Linked DNA regions of Pan troglodytes: all the other regions are linked to region 2. Evidence: chromatin contacts called from public HiChIP or PLAC-seq data. All regions are on one chromosome and are shown on one strand. The core of a region is the stretch at or near the end of the contact, and the rest is flanking DNA. Distances in the headings are between cores, read along the strand shown.

Region 1 (3,458 bases), core at 160-2,659, 190 kb after region 2:
TGGCCTGGCCTGTAGTTTTATTGGCTAAGTCTGGTAGCCCTAGCATGGGTGGAGAAGGCTGTAGCTGTGGAAGCCCAGCCAGTCTGCATCTGAGGCAGGGAAAGGCAGCTAAGGCAGCCTGCCATCAGCCCATTGACCTGACAGATAGGGGCCAATGTGGCTTACTCCTCATCTAGCCTACCCTTGTGCCGTCCTCCCCCACATCCATCCACCATGACAGATGGATGACCCTTCCTCTTCCCCAGGGGTTGTTTTGATGAGTAGATGACATTTCTAAAGAGCGCTTAGTGCACTGCCTGACACCTGGTAAGTGGTCAAGATGGGGAGAACTGATTGTTTCTACTATTCTTTCCCTCTCACAGTGGCCACCGCAGCGCTAAACACGGTCGGTCGGCATTCAGTGCTCGCCGTGGAAGCGAACCGCAGGAGCATCCTGGGGCAGCGGGGAGTTGCTGCACTCACCTAGACAGGCGGCCTACTGTGACTTCATGCAAGTCATTTTCCTTCTCTGTGCCTCAGTTTCTTTGTCTGCAAAACGAGCAGCTGGACGAGAAACTTACCATTCTTTCACAGCACGTCAAACTCAACATGCCCATTTGAGCTGAAGACACTGAGGCTACTCACTGGGTGTGAACCTTTGACGGCATCCAGGCCCTGCACAGTTGTCTAGGAGAAGCCTGACCCATGATGTCCTTTCTGATACCCACCTGCCACGAGCCCCAGTTCTGAGCTGGAGGGGTGGGGGTGGGTGGAAGGTGGAGAGTGGTCAGTGCCTCACCTGGCCAACTGCAGCCTGGCAGAGTCCATGGGGGACCTCGCAGCACAGTGGATCCTCTTGCCTCGTGTCTCTAGTTGGTCCAGCTCTGGTCTATTCCATGCTATTCCGTTGTCATGGGCAGGACTGGGTTTGATGAAGTTGGACCTAGGTGTATCCCAGCCTCTCCTGGTTTCTGTCGTCTTTCTGTGGTGCCCAGGGCTTATGTTTCTATCTCTTTGAATGTTGAGTTTACTCCACCCTTCAGGGATCAGGGCTGCCTGAGCTCAGGGTGGAGGTGCTGTTGTCTGTCTGGCTTCCGGGCCCTGGACTGGCAGTGTCCCCCAGCACCCCTGTCCAGCTATGCCAAGCCCCCTCCTTTTCTTTCTTGGCCTCTGCCCTATTTGTTCTGTGACTGGCCCAAGAGAGGGGTGTGGGCTGGCAGGTGTCCCACATAAAGCCTGGAGGCAGCATCCAGGCCTGGCTGACTTACCCCGGGGCCCCCTGCCTACTGCCCCCAGCCAAGCTGGGTCTCCTTCTTCCTGCCCAGCTGAGGCAGGGCCTAGAAGGGCACCGAGGCAGGCCCTCTGTGATGCTCCTGTTGCTATGGTAATTCTAGATGAGAAGGCCATAGCATTCTGTGTCTGGCACCCCCGCGCATCTCCCCAGCTCTGCCCTGCTGCCCCAAGAGATGGCTCTCTGCTGGGAAGCTCGAGAGCTTGGAATCTGCTGCAGTCAAAGTCTCTTCCATGCGGCCAGGCACAGTGGCTCATGCCTGCAATCCTAGCACTTTGGGAGGCCGAGGCGGGTAGATTACTTGAGGTCAGGAGTTCAAGACCAACCTGGCCAACATGGTGAAACCCCATCTCTACTAAAAATACAAAACTTAGCCGGAAATCACTTGAACCCAGGAGGCAGATGTTGCAGTGAGCCAAGATCATGCCACTGCACTCCAGCCTGGGTAACAAAGCGAGACTCCGTCTCAAAAAAAAAAAAAAAAAAAGTATCTTTCATGCAGGCCCCATCCTTTGGACCTCCCTTCAACCCCAAGAGAGACCACTACCCTAGCAGGTAAGACTCTATCTCTCAGAAACTGACCTTTACTGTAGAGCTGATAGTGGGAAAGGGCTCAGGATCCAAAATCAAAAGACCTAGATCCTAGTCTCAAGCCATTTATAGCTGTGTGACCTTGGACAAGGCAGGCCTTGAGCTTCAGTGTCCTCCTTTGTAAAATGTGGATAAACATGCGATACTGAATCATCCTTCAGGAATAGCTCTATGACTTTCCGTAGGTTGTTCCCCTGATGTGTAATGCTCTTCCATTCTTCTCCGCTCCATGAACTCCTACTCATGCTTCAAGACCCAACCGAAATGCCCCATTGTCTGTAAAAATTTCCCTGACCTCTGTGCACTTGGCACAGATCTTAGGCCTTGCCATTCTGTGTTAGAGTTGTTATTTAAGTGTTTCCAAATTTTTTGACTATGAATACGTACAGGCAGGAATCAGATTAGGCTCAGTTCTGGAAGGAGAAATGGTTTGGCGAATATTTTCTTTGCGGAACAGAAAGCAGAAGAGGGCGACCTTGACTGGGTTGGGTGCCATCTCTGCAGGGGTCAATCCTGGGACTCTTGTTCCAGGCACGGCTTGGGTCAATCAGCACTCATGACTTTGCTGTGTGCCTGAGCCGTGCCTGGCTAACTGGGGACATTTTCATAGCTGAGACCCAGTAGGAGAGACCATGACTTGTGCCAGGGTGTGCCTGTCTCAGCTCTGGGGCAGGGCCAGGAGCAGCTGCTCATGGGATGTCTCTGGGGACATGCTGGGGCCTCTGGGAGGGGAAGGGAGACTGGGCATGCACTGTCGATGGTCCTGGTGGTACTCCTGGGATATTGCCAAGGAGCCTGCGGTTGAGGGAACAGGGAGGAGGGACTCTAGTGTCTCCAACTCCCTCTCATGGCTCTATGGCTGCTGGTCGGGGTCAGGGAGATGAAGCAGTGCCAGCTCCGTGGTCTACGCTGATCCTGACCAGTGAACCAGGCTTCCCCAGCCAGAGCCAGCTAGTCAAGCACGCTCTCTAGTGGCCACCACAGGGAAGGCAAGAACTTGTCTCCACAAAGGCAGGATTTTCATTTATTCCTTCAGAGAGTACAGAATGAGCATCAATGTTCCAGGCATGGTGCCAGGCATGTGTGTTAACTTTAGTTAAAACATACTTATTGGCTGAGTGTGGCGGCTCACTCCTGTAATCCCACCACTTTGGGAGGCCTAGGTGGGAGGACTGCTTGAACTTAGAGCTCAAGACCAGCCTGGGTAATGTAGTGAGACCCTATCTCTATAAAAAACAAAAATAGCTGGGTGTGGTGGTGTGCGTCTGTAGTCCCAGCGACTTGGGAGGCTGAGATGGGAGGATTGCTTGAGCCTGGGAAGTGGAGGTTGCAATGAGCCAAAATCACACCCATTGCACTCCAGCCTGGGTGACCTTGTCTCAAAAATATACTTATATATTTACTTATATATTTATATGTATAAATATATGTGTACATACAAATAAATATATTTGTAATATTATAGACATATTAATACGTATTTACATATGTTAATATATAAATATATATAATATATATTTGTTTATCATCTTCTAAATGGAAAACTCTCTCTTGAGTTTCAGGATGTGTTGGTTGGGAAGGGAATACAGGATAGGGA
Region 2 (3,551 bases), core at 263-2,762:
GAGGGGGATGCAAGGGGAGGGGATGCCATTCTGGCCGCCAAGGGGGAAACGCGGTGAAGGGAACGCCCCGACTTTCGAGTCCCTAGGGCTGAGTCCCCAGGACTCCAACCCAGCAGAGAGGCGCCGGGGCCTTAGCTCTGAGGGCTGTGGTCTAGAAAGGGAAGCAGCAGGCCTGGGGCTGGGGCGCGCCCCGACCCCGCAGTGAGACCAACGGAAGAAGGGACAGGACCCCGCGAAGGGCCTACCGCCCCAGAGCGTAAACAGCGGTCCGCTCCGCGGAATAGCTGAAGACCTCGCTGGCCTGCGGCTCAGTGGCCTCCCCGGCGATTCGAGAACAGCTCTGGGGGTCCTCGCTAAGTGTATGCCATTCCCAATCCCTTATGTACGCCAGCGGCCGCTTGCCCTCCCCGGCCAGCGCTGTCCCTTCCGCGTCCTCCAGTCTTCACACGACGCAGGGGTCCCCAAGGCAGCGGTCTCCCCAAGCTTCCCGTTTCAGCCCCATCCTCGAGAATGGGCTCCTTTCCTGCTCCCTCTCCGCTCCTGCTGGCGAGTGGAGACCGGCACCTAGGTCCAGACGCGGCTGCGCTGCCTCTCCTAGCCATCGAGACAGGATGTGACTCCCTCCCCTGGCCACTGACCCCCTCCCTCCCCAGGCGGCCTGCATCCTTGCTCTCCTCCCTCCTAGCCTACCCAGCTCGGGGTCCTGTCCCCGCCCAGAGACCTGAGGCTCGGGGCTGCAGATGGAATGCACGGCAGGGAGGCGGGGCCCTTTGTTTTTGTGTGCGTGTTGTTGGCCTCCATCCCCACTCCCCAGACTCCACTTCTCCAGGCCTCTCTCCCGCCTTTTCATCCCGCATCCGCAGGACACCCAATCACCGGGCAACAGGTATGATCAGGCGCCTCCGGGCTTTCCTCCGAATTAGTCGGTGTTTGGCTCGGAGTGCGTAACTCTGTCTCCCCTGCACTCAGCCTCCGGTCCCGCCCTCTCCTGTGCCCCCGCCTGGCTGCGCTCACCGTGGCATCCTGCCCGGCGTAGTGGCTGATGACCCGGGAGCCCCCTGGATGCCGGCGGGTGAACTCGCTGATGTTGTACACCTTACGGTCGATCACTAGCCACCGCTCCTCGCACCCTGAGCGCTGGGCCACCTCGTCCCAGGTGAAGTAGCGCGGGGTAGGTCCCTGAGCCGCGGTCTCGGCGGCCACCGGGTCGGGGGCCATAGCTGGCCTGGCGACGCCGCGCGCCGGCCCAGCAGGGGCTGTCAGGCGCGTGCTCGGGGTCCGCGGGCTCCAGGAGTGGATTTGCTGGCGCGCGCCCAGAGCCAGCCGCCTAAGCGCCGGGTTTTCAGCACCGCAGGGCAGACCGGCGGGCCTCGCAGCGCGCGTTCCCATTGGCCGAGCCTCGTGGCGCGGGGAGCGAGACCCCGCCCCCCAGCGGGTCTTGGGCAACTCACAGCTGGGCTGCCAACACGCGCCCCCTCGCGGGCTCCCTAAAGGCGTCGCCGCCGGATTCGACTTCCTGACGTCAGGCGGGCGTCGCGGCGTTGGCTCCCAGGGGGCGCCGCGGTAGGAATAGCGGTTCTAGTGCAGGCCCTGGGTGGGGGGCCGCGCTCCAGGAGTGGATGGACTGAGGGGCCAGGGCTGCGGGGTGGCCGCAGGAAGGGTGGGCGGGGCCGGGGTTGAGGCTTTTCCGTGCACGAGGCTGCCCGGGCGGTCGCGGACATCATCTTTAGGCTGTGGATGCCTTGGCCGGGGTCTCCAGACGCTGACCCTCCAGGGTTGGAAACTACTGCCTGCTCGCCACGTCGTGCCGCCAATTGTGCTGCCCGAAGTAGCAGCCTGAGAGCCCTTGAAAGTTGCAGTTATCTTGTGAACAGCATATTTACGGTCTCTTGGGCTTGGTGGTGGTTGGGGGAGGGCTGTTAATGCTTTAATTTGTTCAATGAAACATTTAAAATGCCCCACAATTTTTATAACCCTGTTTGCCTCTTTTTGTTTTTATTTTTATTGTATTTTGGAAAAATTCACTGGGATCCTTGAGTGATGATCCTAGCGTCTCCTGACCCTTAGGTGTTTCACCTGAAAAGCCTGGGTCTTCAAGCTGAGGCATTTCTGTTCTAGCCTGGAGGCGCCTGGGAGCCCTGGGAGACTTTTTAAGCAGAGAGATTTGGCATTTAGATCTCTGGGTTTTAGAGGAGTGGGAACGCACCTAAAAGTGGGGTTGCCAGTTACAAAGCTGTTGCAGTCCTGAAGAGACCCAGAGTTTAGGTCCAAAATTTTATTTATTCAACAAACACTTTATAAAGCACTTACTGTGTGCCAGGCACTGTTCTTAGCGTTTTGCAAACCTTAACTCATTTAATTCTCCTAACAACCCTATGAGGTTGGAACAATTAACCTAATTTACAGTGAAGAAACTGAGCCCGGGGGAGGTTATTTTGTCACACAGCTTGTAAGTGGAGGGCTGAGATTTGACCCTGGCCTGTGCTCTGAACTCTCAGGCTCTGCCATATTTCTCATTACACTGGTATTTGGGCACTTCAAAGAGAAAGGAAACATAACTGTCCCAAGCACTGAGCTAGATTCTGAGCACGTAGGAGTCAGGAGAGGGTGATACAGAATAGACTAGGTGAAATATGGCTAGATTTCTGGTAGAAAAGGATTAATTCATTCCATCCAAATTCTTCATTTTATAGATAAGAAAATTGAGGTTCGAATGGGGAAGGGACTTACCAAGTTCCCATAGGGAAGTTTAGATGTCCTGACTTCCAGGTAAGATGCCAGGCTATTGGACCCTGCTCAGGAATGATGGTCCACACAGCTGCACCTCTGTACAGCCAATATTCCTTTTTTAAAAACCTTGCCCAACAACTTGGCAGTGTCTAATGAGAGCTACAAAACATTTTCTATTTGATCAAGCAGTTTCACTCTTGGTAAAGTAGGGGAGACTGTGCAAAGATGCAGAAATAGCCAATTTAATAGAAAAAACTGGAAATAAACCCGAGTCCTGACAATAAGAAAATCGCCAAACTTATTGGGATCTGTTAACACAATGAAGAATTAAAGAATGATTTTAAATGGCTAGAATGTGAACTATATTGATAGATATAGAATCCTTCCCCGTGAAATAAGCAGAACCCAAAGTAGTATGGGTTCGCTGATTACAACTATATAAGAAATTCATGGGTATTAAATAACAGAAGAGAGGTCCTTTACATAAACCATTTTTCCTATGTGACTGTGCAGTGGGATAAAAGCTCTCATACTGCTGGTAGAAGTGTAAGTTGATTAAACTGGAAAAAATAGTTTGACAACTTTATATAGAAATTTAAGATTTTTTTTTTTTTTTTTTTTGAGATGGAGTCTCGCTCTGTCGCCCAGGCTGGAGTGCAGTGGCCTGATCTCAGCTTGCTGCAAGCTCCACCTCCCAGGTTCATGGCATTCTCCTGCCTTAGCCTCCCAAGTAGCTGGGACTACAGGTGCCCGCCACCACGCCCAGCTAATTTTGTTTTTGTATTTTTAGTAGAGTTGGGGTTTCACCATGTTAGCCAGGA
Region 3 (3,503 bases), core at 556-3,055, 220 kb after region 2:
TTCTCAAAGCACAGCATGAAGGAATCAGTGCCTAAGGAGACTGGGGGCAGATGAGCTACTGGATTGAACCCAAGAGTAATGTTTCTATTCTAAAATAGAAAACTGAAACTTGATCCTTGAAAGTTAACTTCAAGGAACCTTTAGGATATTATGGGCATTGCCTGGGGCAATGTCTTAAGGATCTGTATTACTGCACAGAAAACTTACAGCCAGTGTCAGAATTCATTGTCTGATGAGAGGGCGCTGGAGTACTGACCCTGCACTTAGTCCTTTTCTCCTCCCTGCTCCTGTATTAACCATGTTAAAGCAAGGTTAAAACTGAGCTCAGGAGTCTGCCAGCTGTACCACATATTTATTTATAAAATTAAAAACCCCTGCTGGGTGCGGTGGCTCAGCCTGTAATCCCAGCACTTTGGGAGGCCGAGGCAGGCGGATCACGAGGTCAGCAGATCGAGACCATCCTGGTCAACATGGTGAAACCCCGTCTCTACTAAAAATAAAAAAAAATAGCTGGGCGTGGTGGCGTGCGCCTGTAATTCCAGCTACTCAGGAGCCTGAGGTAAGAGAATCACTTGAACCCAGGAGGCGGAGGCTGCAGTGAGCCGAGATCGCGCCACTGCACTCCAGCCTGGGTGACAGAGCGAGACTCTGTCTCTCACACACACACACAAATTAAAAACCCCCATGCAAGGTGGCAAATGTGGACAGTATGTTGATGTAAACATACTTTTATAATAGTTATATCACAAAAATTTGATTTTCAGTTGTAGACATTTGATGTAGTCAAGTGTTTGTGAAAGGCAGTGACAGTCACAGAAATACAGGCCTGTTTTCAAATCCATTTGGAACACATTTATTCTTGGGATAGTTTGGACAATCACAAGGCAATTCTAAGGAAGACTCCCACGACACTGCCTAAGACCAAGATTTGGGAAAATTGATTCCACTGATCACTGAAAAATTTCTTGCCCAGTAACTGTCGGTGGACTTTATCCAAGAACTGGGGGTTCAATTAGTAGGCCAAACTCCACACCTCTTACGGTAAGATACATAAAAGATAAATTAAGTTCCCTAGGCGCAAGGTCAGGTGACACTTCGGTGACTGCAGAAGGGGCGATTCCTAGAGATATGCTTCAAAGCAAGTGGGACTTAGAGATAAGCAGAGCCGAGAGGTGGATACGGCTGCTCGAGAGGGATCTACCCACAAGATAAGCCACCTCCCGCCAGCCCCCAAGGTTTGCTATTCGACACCGTTACCCAGCAGCTCCGCCACACACAGGCGGACGGGAGCTGGATACCTAAGCAAAAAACGCTGGCATTTAGGGCCAAATGCCGGAGGCAGAGGAAAAGATGGGAGAGCAAAACTCCACCTTCCTAACCGCAGGATTGATCACACAGGCTGGCAGTCTTGCAACCCCAGGATTTCAGGACACCAAGCTCTCCTTAAAAAAGAAGGGTGTGCAGAGGCGGCCCTGGCCTAGGAGGGAGCATTCTCAGGGTACAGCCGAGAAGAACCAGCTGCCCCGACTTTCTGCGCCAGAGAAGTCCTCGGAAACCTCGAGCAGCCTCCATTTTCCAGAAGGGCGCAGGGAGGCGGGGGAGCCCGCGGGTGGCCACACCCCCGGCCCGCCCCAGCGCGCGCCCCGGGAACCGCGCCCGGCCCCCGCCACCGCTTAGGCCCGCCCGCGCTCACCATGGACAGGTAAACGTAGGAGGCGTAGAGCTCCAGGTTGATCTGGCGGTTGATGGCGGCCTCTGAGTCCTGGTGGTAGTTCTGGCGCACCTGCGAGGTGGACGCGGTCGTCATGGCGGCGACTAAGGAGAGGCGGCGGCGGCGGCGGTGGCTGCGCGGCGCTGGAGCGGCGGCGGGGGCCTTGGGGCAGTCCGAGGGTGCGGTGAAGAGGTGACGGAGGGCTGGCTGTGGGCGGCCGGCCGGGGTGGGGGACGAGCGCCGGGTTCCGTCCAAGCACTGTTGAAGCAGGAAACCCCGACGACTCTCGGCGAAGAACGTCTGGCCCTGCGGGTCGCTTTTGGTCTCTTATAGCCGCGTCGGCGTCAGGCCCGCCCCGGCCAATCAGCGCTGCCCGCCCCGAGCCCGCTCCTTCCGGTGGGCGCGGGACCCCGCCCCTGCTGTGGGGGAGGGGCGGCCGCTGGAGGCCCTCGCGCGCTCTGGCGGAGCTCGGGAGCGGGGACCGGTAGCCGACTGCCTCTGGGACAGCGGTGGCGTCTCTGTGCCCGTTTAGTGGAGTTGGAGGGAAGCTGCGAGGAGGCGCAGGAAGTCCACCTCAGAACCCCCCCCCCCCCGGTCTAGGGGCGCCCGGGCGTTGGAACCGGCGGGGGAAGGGTGCGGGGGCGCATGGGGTGATCCTGATTCGGCTCCCATTTTCCCGAACGGGCACCCTGAGGCTCCTGGCCCGGGGCATGGTGTTAAAAATCATAGCTGCGGAGAAGCCCTTGTGACACCTTGCTGCAGATTGGGAAGCTGCAGATTGGGAAGGTGGAAGGTGGAGACGCGGTCCTTAGGTGGTCGAGCGCATTTTCTCTTCCTCAGAGTCCAGGAAGGAGCGCGATGGAGAAGTGGGGCGCACGGCGGGTTTCGGGTCCGCCCCTGCCCTTCCGACTCCTCCGACCACGTCTGCCTTTGGCTGAAAGCAAATATGGCTCCGTGTGCAGTTTCTGCAACAAAGGCTGGGCGGGCCGGGTTTCCCTAGGGATGGGGACCGCCTCCCCGGGGAGTCGTGGGGGTGAGCCACCGGGGCCTCCGAGAGAATCGCTGGTGTCGCTTCGCACCCAAGGGACACATCTCGGGTTAGAAAGGAGAAACGACGTGGATCTAAAGGCGAAGCCCATGCTGAGGACTTTTCAAAATGGCCTCTTATCGGCCCCACTCACAGGAGCTTCAGGCTTCGGTGGCCCTGTAGGACAACCCTGGGGTGTCATTGGAGAGAAGCTGACGGGGTTAATGGCGGGTGACAGGTGAAAGAGACCCCGGAGGGGTGGGGCCAGTGTGTGTGGCTTGCAGCTGAGTCCCAGGCACAGGGTGGATGTGAATTTATGGGTGGCAGAGCTAGAGCTAGGCCCTAACCTTACCTAGGTCCTGGCTTCGAGGTCCACTGTTCTGTCGCGTCTTTTGACGCATCGGTGGAAGAACTGAATTTCAGGATGCTCACAAACCTGCAGCTGGAAGCTAGACTTCCAAACCTTAGTTTAAAAAAGCAACTCTCCTGAAATACTAAAATAAATTGCCGACGGAATTAGGGTGATTTCTTTTTCACGGTTTCATTTAAAAATGCACCTATGTTATTTGCAGGAAAAACGTTTTAGTGGTGCTAGAGCTACAAGAATAAGGTAAACAGAAGGATGCTGCTAGACCAGGAGAGTACCTTACCCAGTCTGGGATAGGAGGAGGTCGGGGAAGCCCTCCCTAAGCAAGACACGTGAGCTGAGTTTGAAGAAAAAGTTAAAAGGAAGGTGAAGTGCGGGAGAGAAACAGGGAAGGGAAT

Evidence for each region. HiChIP or PLAC-seq counts read pairs in DNA pulled down with a chosen protein or histone mark.
Region 1: an H3K4me3 HiChIP or PLAC-seq map of stem cell-derived excitatory neurons shows a contact between it and region 2, with 17 times the contacts expected there. The contact joins the promoter of BEST1 here to the promoter of FADS1 in region 2. A contact is called at or near these places in 1 of 7 Hi-C or Micro-C datasets (stem cell-derived neural progenitor cells) and 1 of 1 datasets of contacts at active chromatin or transcription factors (stem cell-derived excitatory neurons).
Region 3: an H3K4me3 HiChIP or PLAC-seq map of stem cell-derived excitatory neurons shows a contact between it and region 2, with 4 times the contacts expected there. The contact joins the promoter of LOC104001207 here to the promoter of FADS1 in region 2. A contact is called at or near these places in 1 of 7 Hi-C or Micro-C datasets (stem cell-derived neural progenitor cells) and 1 of 1 datasets of contacts at active chromatin or transcription factors (stem cell-derived excitatory neurons).

What each region holds. Positions count from the first base shown.
Region 1 is chr9:64,259,935-64,263,392 of NHGRI_mPanTro3-v2.0_pri, forward strand. It overlaps BEST1 (bestrophin 1), which reads left to right and starts at 1,410. Exons shown (of 12, transcript XM_063782962.1): 1 at 1,410-1,576; 2 at 1,773-1,825. It overlaps RAB3IL1 (RAB3A interacting protein like 1), which reads right to left and starts at 1,354. Exons shown (of 9, transcript XM_054662338.2): 1 at 779-1,354. The coding sequence starts at 807.
Region 2 is chr9:64,065,755-64,069,305 of NHGRI_mPanTro3-v2.0_pri, forward strand. It overlaps FADS1 (fatty acid desaturase 1), which reads right to left and starts at 1,513. Exons shown (of 12, transcript NM_001364483.1): 1 at 1,015-1,513. The coding sequence starts at 1,389. It also overlaps a transcript of FADS2 not described here.
Region 3 is chr9:64,280,584-64,284,086 of NHGRI_mPanTro3-v2.0_pri, forward strand. It overlaps LOC104001207, which reads left to right and starts at 1,806. Exons shown (of 3, transcript XM_009423374.5): 1 at 1,806-1,903; 2 at 2,045-2,195; 3 at 2,441-3,102. The coding sequence starts at 1,806. The coding sequence ends at 2,980. It overlaps FTH1 (ferritin heavy chain 1), which reads right to left and starts at 2,448. Exons shown (of 4, transcript XM_001140124.8): 1 at 1,694-2,448. The coding sequence starts at 1,807.